Regions from separate parts of the Hordeum vulgare genome. Here region 1 is linked to region 2. A link is a contact called in public Hi-C data. All regions are on one chromosome and are shown on one strand. Each heading gives the region's core, a stretch centred on a gene start, on an enhancer-like site or on the middle of the called end of the contact. The rest is flanking DNA. Distances are from core to core; before and after follow the strand shown.

What was found. Hi-C and Micro-C count contacts between places; a contact is called where the count stands out from the background.
Region 1: a contact with region 2 is called in a Hi-C map of leaf, with 5 times the contacts expected there. The contact joins the promoter of LOC123402657 here to the enhancer-like site in region 2. A contact is called at or near these places in 3 of 6 Hi-C or Micro-C datasets (leaf and seedling) and 1 of 1 datasets of contacts at active chromatin or transcription factors (embryo).

Annotation. Positions count from the first base shown.
Region 1 is chr6H:188,793,298-188,797,920 of MorexV3_pseudomolecules_assembly, forward strand. LOC123402657 reads left to right here and starts at 3,142. Exons shown (of 2, transcript XM_045096590.1): 1 at 3,142-3,425; 2 at 3,515-4,134. The coding sequence starts at 3,254. The coding sequence ends at 3,771.
Region 2 is chr6H:188,641,851-188,646,758 of MorexV3_pseudomolecules_assembly, forward strand. No RefSeq gene overlaps it. Among protein-coding and RNA genes, the nearest start is that of LOC123402657, 150 kb to the right of the region's middle. Within about 2 kb of position 3,136, at least 3 of the 3 cell types and tissues checked have open chromatin away from gene starts, as enhancers often do. A contact at or near this core is called in leaf and seedling, where this site is marked.

The sequences.
Region 1 (4,623 bases), core at 1,892-4,391, 150 kb after region 2:
AAGCCTTTAGCCACAACATCTTTTGAACTTTTCTGAAATATACTTGGAAAACATATTAGTCCAATGATGCATATGTTGTGATCAATTATCAAAACCACCCTAGGGAGCAATTGTGCTTTCAACATCCCTATCTCTGTGGTGATAAGGTGTCTTGACATCCTTTGCCGTGACGTGACTTCGGTCAATCCTGCTCCAGCTGCGACGAGCCGGCTCGACGAGATTGCCGCAGTTGACCAGCGGAGGCTCTGTTTTGTTGGTCTTACCAATGAAGATGTGACTATTGCCAAAGGGAACCCGGTACCCATACCCGATTGAGTCGGCATGAGGACCCCAGTTTGAATCAGCGATGTAGATCTTGCCGTAGCGACTTTTGGTCATCTGACTCGCCACGTAGCTCTCGAATCCCGGAAGAGCTCCCTCCAAAAACTCAACTCCACCTTGCGATTGCCACACGGTGGGCGCCAACTATCATTGTTTTGTCATGGCAGATGTCCTTGTGACAAGACTTATTGGTGAGGCCATCGCCGCGGTGTGGCGACTCGAAGGGGTTGATTGGAAAACGAGAGGTGGGTATACCCAGGTTCGGCCCCTACGATGGAGGTAAAAACCTACATCCTGCTTTGTATCTGTATTGATGAGAATGTCGATTACAAGGGTATGGAATCACTAACCTAGCTCTCGAGGGTTTTCTTACTTGATCTATCTGGCTTGAGGGTTCTCCTTTATATATAGGTAGAAGCCCCAAGTTTACATTGGAGTCTGGGTCGAATAAACACCCAGGTCCTACTACAAATCTACCTTATCTTTCTTCCCAAGTCAGGAAATCTTTTGGCGTCTCTTGCCTTGTACGTCTTCGAGCTGTCGCCTTCTGGTGATGGGCCTCTTGGTGGCTCGTCGACTAAGTCCTCCTGCCCATATTCTCATGTTGTTTTTGCGGCTTGACCCGCCCCGTAGGGCGGGTTAAACCCTGGGGTTATATCCCCGACATTATGTCCCAGGTTGACTTGAGCTCTGTTCACGTCAAGCTATTTTGATCAAGAAATGAGCTGGCTATCTTTTCTTTTATCGTTTGTCACAATTTCTCCGACTACCGGCTTGTAATTTTAACTGTCTGTTTCCTGTCGTCACTCGCTTGAGTTAATGCCATTGCATTGTCATCATAACTATTCCTGCATGCACCCTTGTCTCGGAAATCGAGGCGTCATCCCACCAATGTTTTTACTGCATCTCCTATATTCCCACGCCTTGCAGCTGTCCCTTCAAGTATTATAAAATGGGCAAAAGCCCTTCTTTTTCACTTTTACCCTCTCACCCCGTCTCCTTCCTCTAGCTCGAACATCCGGTCGCACCATTGATGCTGTTTTTGCGGCTTGACTAAGTCCTCCAACCCATCTTCTCATGTTGTTTTTGCGGCTTGACCCGCCCCCGGAGGGCGGGTTAAATCCTGGGGTTATATGCCCGCACTCTCCTTATAAAACCGGAGGAGGCCTAGGGTTTATAAAGAGGTAGTCTCATATGTACAGTCGTTGCCCTTTGTCTTGGAGGGCAAGAAGGTCTTTGATGCCCTCCTTAGAGTTTCCACCTTGGTTTTAGGCCCCGCGGGCCCTGGGGGAGATTAAGTCCGGGCTCCTTCAATTGAGCCACCCCTAGTTTATGACACCGTCACAATCACCTGGGGCACCTCGAACAACTATGAAACCCAAGTATCCAGTAAAAGTTGAGTCGCCTGCTATATTGTCCTAGACGTCATTTGGAGCCATGTCGAGCATTCCAAACCTCACCTAAATAGGGAGGCACTCGAGTACACCACGAAGAACCTTCGTTAAGTTGAGTGGGAAAATGGTCTTTAAACCTAGAAATGGAACTTATTCGAGTGTAGAAATGTTAACTTTGAACTTATGCTCATAAAGGAATGATGCATGTATTTCCAATATTAACTATGGCCTAACACACATGATCTTACGCACCAACCCAAGAGAAATAGAAGCATTCAGTGGTGTTCATCTGTATCCAATCTAAACTGATTACTTGGTTCATCAAGATTTTAAACATAGCTAGAGATAATAATTTCAGGGAATATCATAAGATTAAGATTTCGCAAAGAAACAATACATCTACAACAAGAGTGAGAAGGGTGAAAACAGTTATTCCCGAGTCTTTCTTTGCCATCAACTCAAGGAAGAAGCATTGTGCTCCAAACAATTGTTGAATATAGTCTTTTCGTTACTTTACCTCAGTTGCCTATATTAGAGTTTGTCACTCTTTGTACTGCCCTTCAGATTTGCTCCTAATTTCCTTCCGTTTTGGCTCAGCCTCTATTAGTGGCGTCTATTCGGTTGGTGGGCTTATAAGTTACAATTTGAGGACACATTTCTTATTTTCATGGCATGAAAGTTATGAAGGACGCCGGTTGAGTCTACATGCAATTCTTTTACTTATCATCTTTTTTATTGGAAAGATCTCATGGCTAACCGTCTTGCTATATGTAGGTGGCCGCACGACTGGGCATCCCGTGGTTCGATCCCGTTACGCTGCTTCCCTTGTCTCGATTTATAGGACATGTCTATAGTTTTAGGTAAACAATTTAACTAACTAAATATACATTATATGTGATAAAAAAAATATTTAGAAACCACATCTTTTTGAGAATCTAATGGTATTTTTTACGACATATAACACATATTTAGTTAATCAAATCGATGACCTAAAACCACGTGCATTCCCTATAAACCGAGCTCTACATTAATGTTTGTGTATCATTTAATTACGTAGAGTGTGTACCTTCGTACGGATAAGTGTGGAGCGTGTTGTGAGTGTCCGCCTCTATTTTCTTAAAGGGATTTGCTATGTATATCTAGAACGTTAGTGTATTTTTGTTTCCTTTTAAACAACGAGACAACGAGTCCCACGTTATGTCTTGTATAGGAAGTTATTACGTTGTACTTTTATTAGTGTCATCCTATTCCTACCGGGCCATCACAGAAAGGAAAAGTAAAATGATTAGCGCCGTGTGAATTCGAAACGGAATTCGCTAAAGCAGGGTGTTGTGTTGAGTCCAAACACCGCGACCCGTCTCCCTCCCGCAGATTAGCCATGCTGCCCTCCTCGCCCTATATAGCAGTGCCGCCCCCGGCGCTCCAACCAAACCAGCACCGAACCCGAAACAGGGCAGGACTCCACGAGTCAAGTCAGCCACCTGCCAGCCAGCCAGCCTCCAACGCTCACCCACCCCCGCCACGCCACGACCACGACCATGTCCTCCTCCTCCTCGTCCATGGGCGCGCTCGCCGCGGCCACTGCCATGGCGCTCTCCGGCTCCCTCGTCCTCTTCTCCCTCCGCCGCTTCGCCAAGCCCAGCCTCGACGATGACGCCCATGCTTCTGACGACCCCGCGTCCCTTCGTCCATGCCTCTCCTCCCCCTCAGGTAGGCCGCTGCTGATCCCGTGACGTTTCTTCTTCTTCGTCTTTGTGCACGGGATCCTGACGGAGGTTTCTTGATTATTGGCGTAACAGACAAGCGGCCGCGCGGTGGGAAGCTGCGGCGGAAGGGGGAGAAGCGGGTGCGCTTCGCCGAGGGCGTCGTCGACAATGAGGGCGCGCTCCCCGCGGCCAGGTCCTCCTCCACGTCCCCGCCGGCGCCGGCGGCGGCCGAGCCGACGTGCAGGGGAAGCGTGACGGGATCGGACCACCGGATGCCGGCGAACCGGGAGGCGCTGTACCGCGGCATGCTCCGCGACCGCTCCGTGCACAGGACCGCCTACTCCTACTAACCGACCACACACCGTCCGAACCGCCGCCCGCCACCGTGCATAATTAGTTACCAGAGCTAGATTAGCCCAGCCCGTCCCCGCCCCCTTCCCCTGCTTTTGCTTGATCCTGTTGCTTCTTTCTTGGGTTTCTTGCTGTGCCGTTGGTGTCTGGTTGCTTTGGTAGGCAGGCAGGCAGGCAGGCTGTTGACTCTTGGTGTGCGAATGGATTATTAGCCAATTAGGAGTAGTAGCAGTAGATGATTTACCCTTTGTTGTCGATCCGCCCTTTGCATTTCCTCTGTACATAAAACCACCTGTCATTTTCTTTTGTCGTAAGATGAGAAAAAGAACGATGATGGAAGCCTGGGCTCAGTTTGCTTCGTATACGCATGCAGTTGCCATCTCAGTTACTTTTAGTTTTGTGTAAACATATCTTCAGTATATATCTTCATGATTACTTTAAAATAAGAAGGGGTCGATTAATTGATGGAGAGCTGCGGAAGATTGTTGTTGGGTGCGAAACGGGCATGCGGTTCCACGGCCACGCAGGTAAACGCCGGACGCGTGTAGACCGCGGACTCGGCCGTCCAGCGGCGGGCGACGGAGCGCTGACCGTGGAGTACCCTGGCGATACGAATGAGTCTGAGCCGTGTTAAGGGCATCTTCAATATGTTCGTACTTAGTCTTGTTGATAAAATTATCCTTATCATCAATCAACAAGGGATCATATATTATTAAAATGGCGAAAATTGCTTTTGAAGGTCGAGCTTCATGAAGGCCTTCAAAAACAAATTTCAAATTTTATAAAAAAAAATGTATTTTACATTTTAAAAAATTCTGAAAAAAATATATAGATAGATGAATGTATAATAC
Region 2 (4,908 bases), core at 1,886-4,385:
AGCTTAGACGCTAGTGTGGATTTGTTTGGTTGTGAATCATGATCATGAAATACGTTCATGTTGTTCCCTTTCCAGATCCTTTAGAACAAACAAACGATGACGTTGGAATAAGAGGTTACTCGATTCCCTTTTATGTCTAAGTTCATACCACAACACAGGCGTACGACAACTTCTTGAATTATAAGATTATTTTCTCTTAGATTATAAAATTTCATGATATCAAATTGTAGTACTGCAAATTTTCTCCTTTCTACTGTGTGCTTAATTGTCGCAGAAATGCACTGGTTAAATAAAATAACTAGATAATGATGCTCCATGTATTACTAGAGTCGTTGATAGCTCCGTCCACGAAGATTATTTTACACTCCCTTCTTAGGAGAAATTAGCTTAGGTTTGTGAGTGTACCTGCGAGTTTGAAAGTTAAATTAATACTACCAAGGAAGACAACAGGAAAGCGACAATGGCTCGCTTGTTCTTTGTAGCGGGACCCGGTTCTAATGATCGATAGAAATTGTAGGTAAATGACTTGTAACTATTAGAAGACATCCGTGCTCCACTACTTTCATTCCTATCATAGACATATTTGCTCATCTCAGTATGGGCACTCTTCTTAATATAAAAGTGAATATATAACACCTATACTTAAAATTGATTTAATGGTCCATCCTCTGTTACGGTCCCTTGTTTGTTTGTTATTAACATATGAGGTGGGAGAGTTTATTTTTAGTCGCCCTTGCCAAAATTGTGGACAAAGGATTCAACCTAATTGGTAGGAATCAGTGGGATCCTCCTGGTGGTGGTTGCAAGCACACACGGATATTTGTGTCAATTTAGTTAATCATGTTACTACTTGCCAATATATATTTTAATATAATAGAATCCTATAGTTTTCTTCAATACAGAGGGAATACATTTCTAACTAATATTTCGGTACATTCATGCAACCTATCTTTTGCATTTAAATCGAAGATGCAATAGGCAATCATAGCAAACCTATATAATGCATAAACCTTTACTTAGAAGGATTAAAGAATATGAATTGTCCCATCTATTATAATTGATGATGTCTATGCAATCGACACAGCAAACAAATACTACGCCAAATGATCACGCACAGAACCACCAAAAACCTTAGTTTCATATGAAGTTGCCTAACGGAATCTGTAGCATACATCGACTAATAAAGCTTGAGCATGCTTTAGTTTAAAGTAGGGCGCATTCAGGAATCAAAAGCATACAAATCGATTATTTATTATGGTTGGAAAAGAACTATTTTTAAAGTGGAGTGTGCGATCAAGAAGTTCGTCACACTTAGCCGCTTCTTATTGACACATGGAAATTTCAAATTTGCATTTTTTTAAGTTTGTGTTAGTGTATTTTTGGAGTATTGAGTGTGTAGGAATTGGTATAATAAAGTTTCAATAAGATGGCATCATTATATCCATTGTCAATTTAGCTAAACATCTTTTTTAGCAAAAAAACCTATGAACCTTGTAATATATGGTGTTGAAATTTTGCGAGGAATAGTTGATGACCCTTTGACCAAATACACTTTGATCATTGATTAATTTTAATATGTCACTTGTCCCACGACATGGATCACTTGTTCCTAGAACTTCGTCTGATGAAGGAGAAACTGGAGAACTACGTTGATGAGGCCTCAACGACTAGATCATGGAGCCAAAATGTGCTTCGCTCCACCACGGATGCTTGGTTGAAAGAAGGGTTGAAGTCTTACTTTATTATATCAAAGTCTTACTTTATAATGGATGTGAAATGGACGTCCCCGTCTCACATGAGAGGTACAAGGATAAGGTTTGCAATTTGAGCACTTGAAGATTCATTGTGAAAAAAATCTATCTCTCTATGTTTGTATTAATGTTCATCAATGTGATGAATCCGTTCACAAATAGCTTGATGATCTCCATTAGTCATGATTTGCTATTGATTTTTTGTTCATTATGTATCTTTGACTATCCAACTCCATGAATGAATTCATGTTCATATTTATATTTTCATATTCCATATTTAGAGCACGCATGTTGAGATGTGTGGAGGCATATTAAGATGTTAATATTTATGTGTATGCATTGGAGTCCATAACAACGCACAGAAGTAATGATTTGGCGAACATCATCGAAGCGCTTCGGTCCTCTCTCACAGAGAAAAAAGTGACTTTGACCTTTCACTAATAGGCATTTTGGCATTACTCCTGCGTCAAATAGGTGGTGCGTATAATTTACCCGGTTCATATTTATATTTTGCATAGATGCCAGATGCTACTTTCGTAGAGGTCATCATGCGTGTGATTCCTGACTCTCCCTCTGCAAAGTCGATCATGGGGGAAACTTGTTGGTATGGTCTGAGCTGCAGCTCGGAAGCAGCAACACGACACACAAATCCCGCCCTCGTCAACCTGTTGATCTCCGGGCCCTTCTAGAAGCTCGTAGCTCAAGGCGTACGTAGAAAAATCCTTAACGTCCCTGCAGGGGTACCGAGTGAAGTTTCTTTCTCTCATTCTCCAGGTGTCCGGCTCGAGTTCCCTCCACTCACACTACCATCAGTACTATGCCACGGCCCTGCAGCACAGAGCACACGTGCACTTGAGTTTCGGATAAGCTCGGGCACGGCCGACGGTACAAGTGCCAAAAAAACACTCGTAGATATGCAATCGCAACGCGGAAGCTGCGAACAGAATACTCCTGCCATCCCCCAAAACCAAGACCGGAAACACCGTGACGAATTCGGTGCATTTCCCCGAGCTGCTGCTCCCGATGGACGACGACGGGCCGACCGGTGCCGTACTCGTACTCGACCGACCGACCGACCGGTTCTGACGGCGACGACACACGCGCGGAGGCAGGACAGGTGGCGTCGCGGCTGAATCCTTGCCGCGAACACCTGGGCGATCGGGTTCCGTACGCTCCGCTTGGACCCTGCGCGGCCGGCCAGATGGCGCCCCGCGGGATGGATAGCTCCAGCCGGCGACAGGTGTCCCCTCGACGGCGACGGCTCTCCACGGCCCTCGCACTCGCCGCGGCAGCAGCGGGACGGTCGAAAAGGAAGCGAGCGATCGTGATCGAGGACGTACTACAGTTGTTGTTGTTGCGCACGCACGTTATTAGGCGGGGGCGCGGGGCAGACATCTCGCGGGCAGCGCGTTGGCCGCATGTTTCGCCGGCTCGGATGTGGTGGTCGTCGGTCGCTTGCGTCGTCGGAGCGGATACTTGCCAAGTCACGCTACTGCTACGTGCAGCGACGAACGATGGTGTTTACTTTCTTTCAAGATCGACCAACGAAGATGGGTCGAACCTTCGGCTGTCCCTTTCCCCGGATCTTGCCTTGCTGGGTCTGGAGTGCAGGAGTACGTACGCAGCTGTCAGTGACCTCCCTTTTTTCGACTTCTTTCTTTTTTCTCCTGAAAAAGGAAAAGAACAAGCGGGGGCGTCCGTGTAGTTTCATGCCTGCCTGCATAGCCCAAAGTGTTGTTTATTTTAATGAAAGATTTTGACCGGCTTTGGTGAGTCTAGATTAAAGGCGGAAAACCCAATAGGGGGCCAACTATATATTTCTCTTTTTTTTTTGGAAAAGGAGGGCAACTAATGTTGGATTATAGATGGACATAGGCCCATATAAGACAATAATCTTAATCATGTGAATATACGGTAAGTGATGAAATATTTAGTACCATACTGCTATACTACTAAGAGTGAGACCTCTTTATAAAAACTGTTCTATCACTTTTCATTGAGAGCTTGCGAAGAGAAGTTGTCCACGCGTGCTTTTCCTCCGCCGCCATACCTCACCCCAACACGACGCGCCCCGCGGGTTGCGGGAATGAGCCAAGCCTTAATTTTGACGGTTAGATGGTTCACTAAACGAACGTGACAATGTCTGAGATGTTGAACAATGGGCTGTTCACGGACTCAATCGTGTGTCTGGCCCAGGCCCATCTACCCGACGACCTATATAAGGTGATCGAGTGTGGAGTGTAACCTAATCCGTTCACTCTCTTCGTCTGTGTACAACCCTAGTTGTCACCCTAGCCGTCACCAAACGAAACTGCAGTTTGAGCTCGCAATCTACCGAAGCTTGCCATACAATGAAAAATTCCGCTTCAATATCTTGGAGTTTCTCTTTCCCATTAAACTATCCTTCATACGTTCACGGACGCGCCCGGTTAGTGATCGGACAGAAAAGAGAAAGATAAAAATGATTCAACCGAATCTTTCATATTATCTCTGTATGTCTAAGTTGTCCGTGAATCCTTATATCTATTTTAAATACAAGAAGAATATGAAGGCTCGCGGACGCGTCCGGTCAGTCCCCTACGTAGGATGCGACCCCATTCCAGATCTTTTTTCCTTATTCATTTTTTTCTTTTCTCTCCCTCCTTCTTCATCAATCACATGTAAGTGACCGCACATATGAAGAAAAAATTAAGAAACATGAATGTGCGTACGAACAAATAAAAGACATGTCTGATCACGTTCGTAGATGTTTAAGGGATCATATTTGGTATGTCCAGCAGTATATTCAAAGTTTGGGCTTGGTTTCATGTGCGTCTAGTTATGTTTGTGACCCCTTTTTGTTGAGCTCGGTTTGGCCATACCCCGAATGACGTCATCTTGCACTGCAGTTAATTAGCGTCCTAATTAACGCACTGGCTAATTGGTTCTTCATCGTCTCACAGTGACAAATCACAAAGTGGCACGCAAAGGAGGACCATTAGACGAGAAGTGGTCTTGACAGGTATGAACAGGGGCGGGCCCAGGATTTAAAGAACGTGTATTCAAAATTTCAAAGTCAATTTTTCCATGGCATATAGCCTTACTTTTGCCATGTATAACCAAATATATCACCATAATTCATGTGGAAAATTCAAATGCTCATGCCTAAATAATTTAT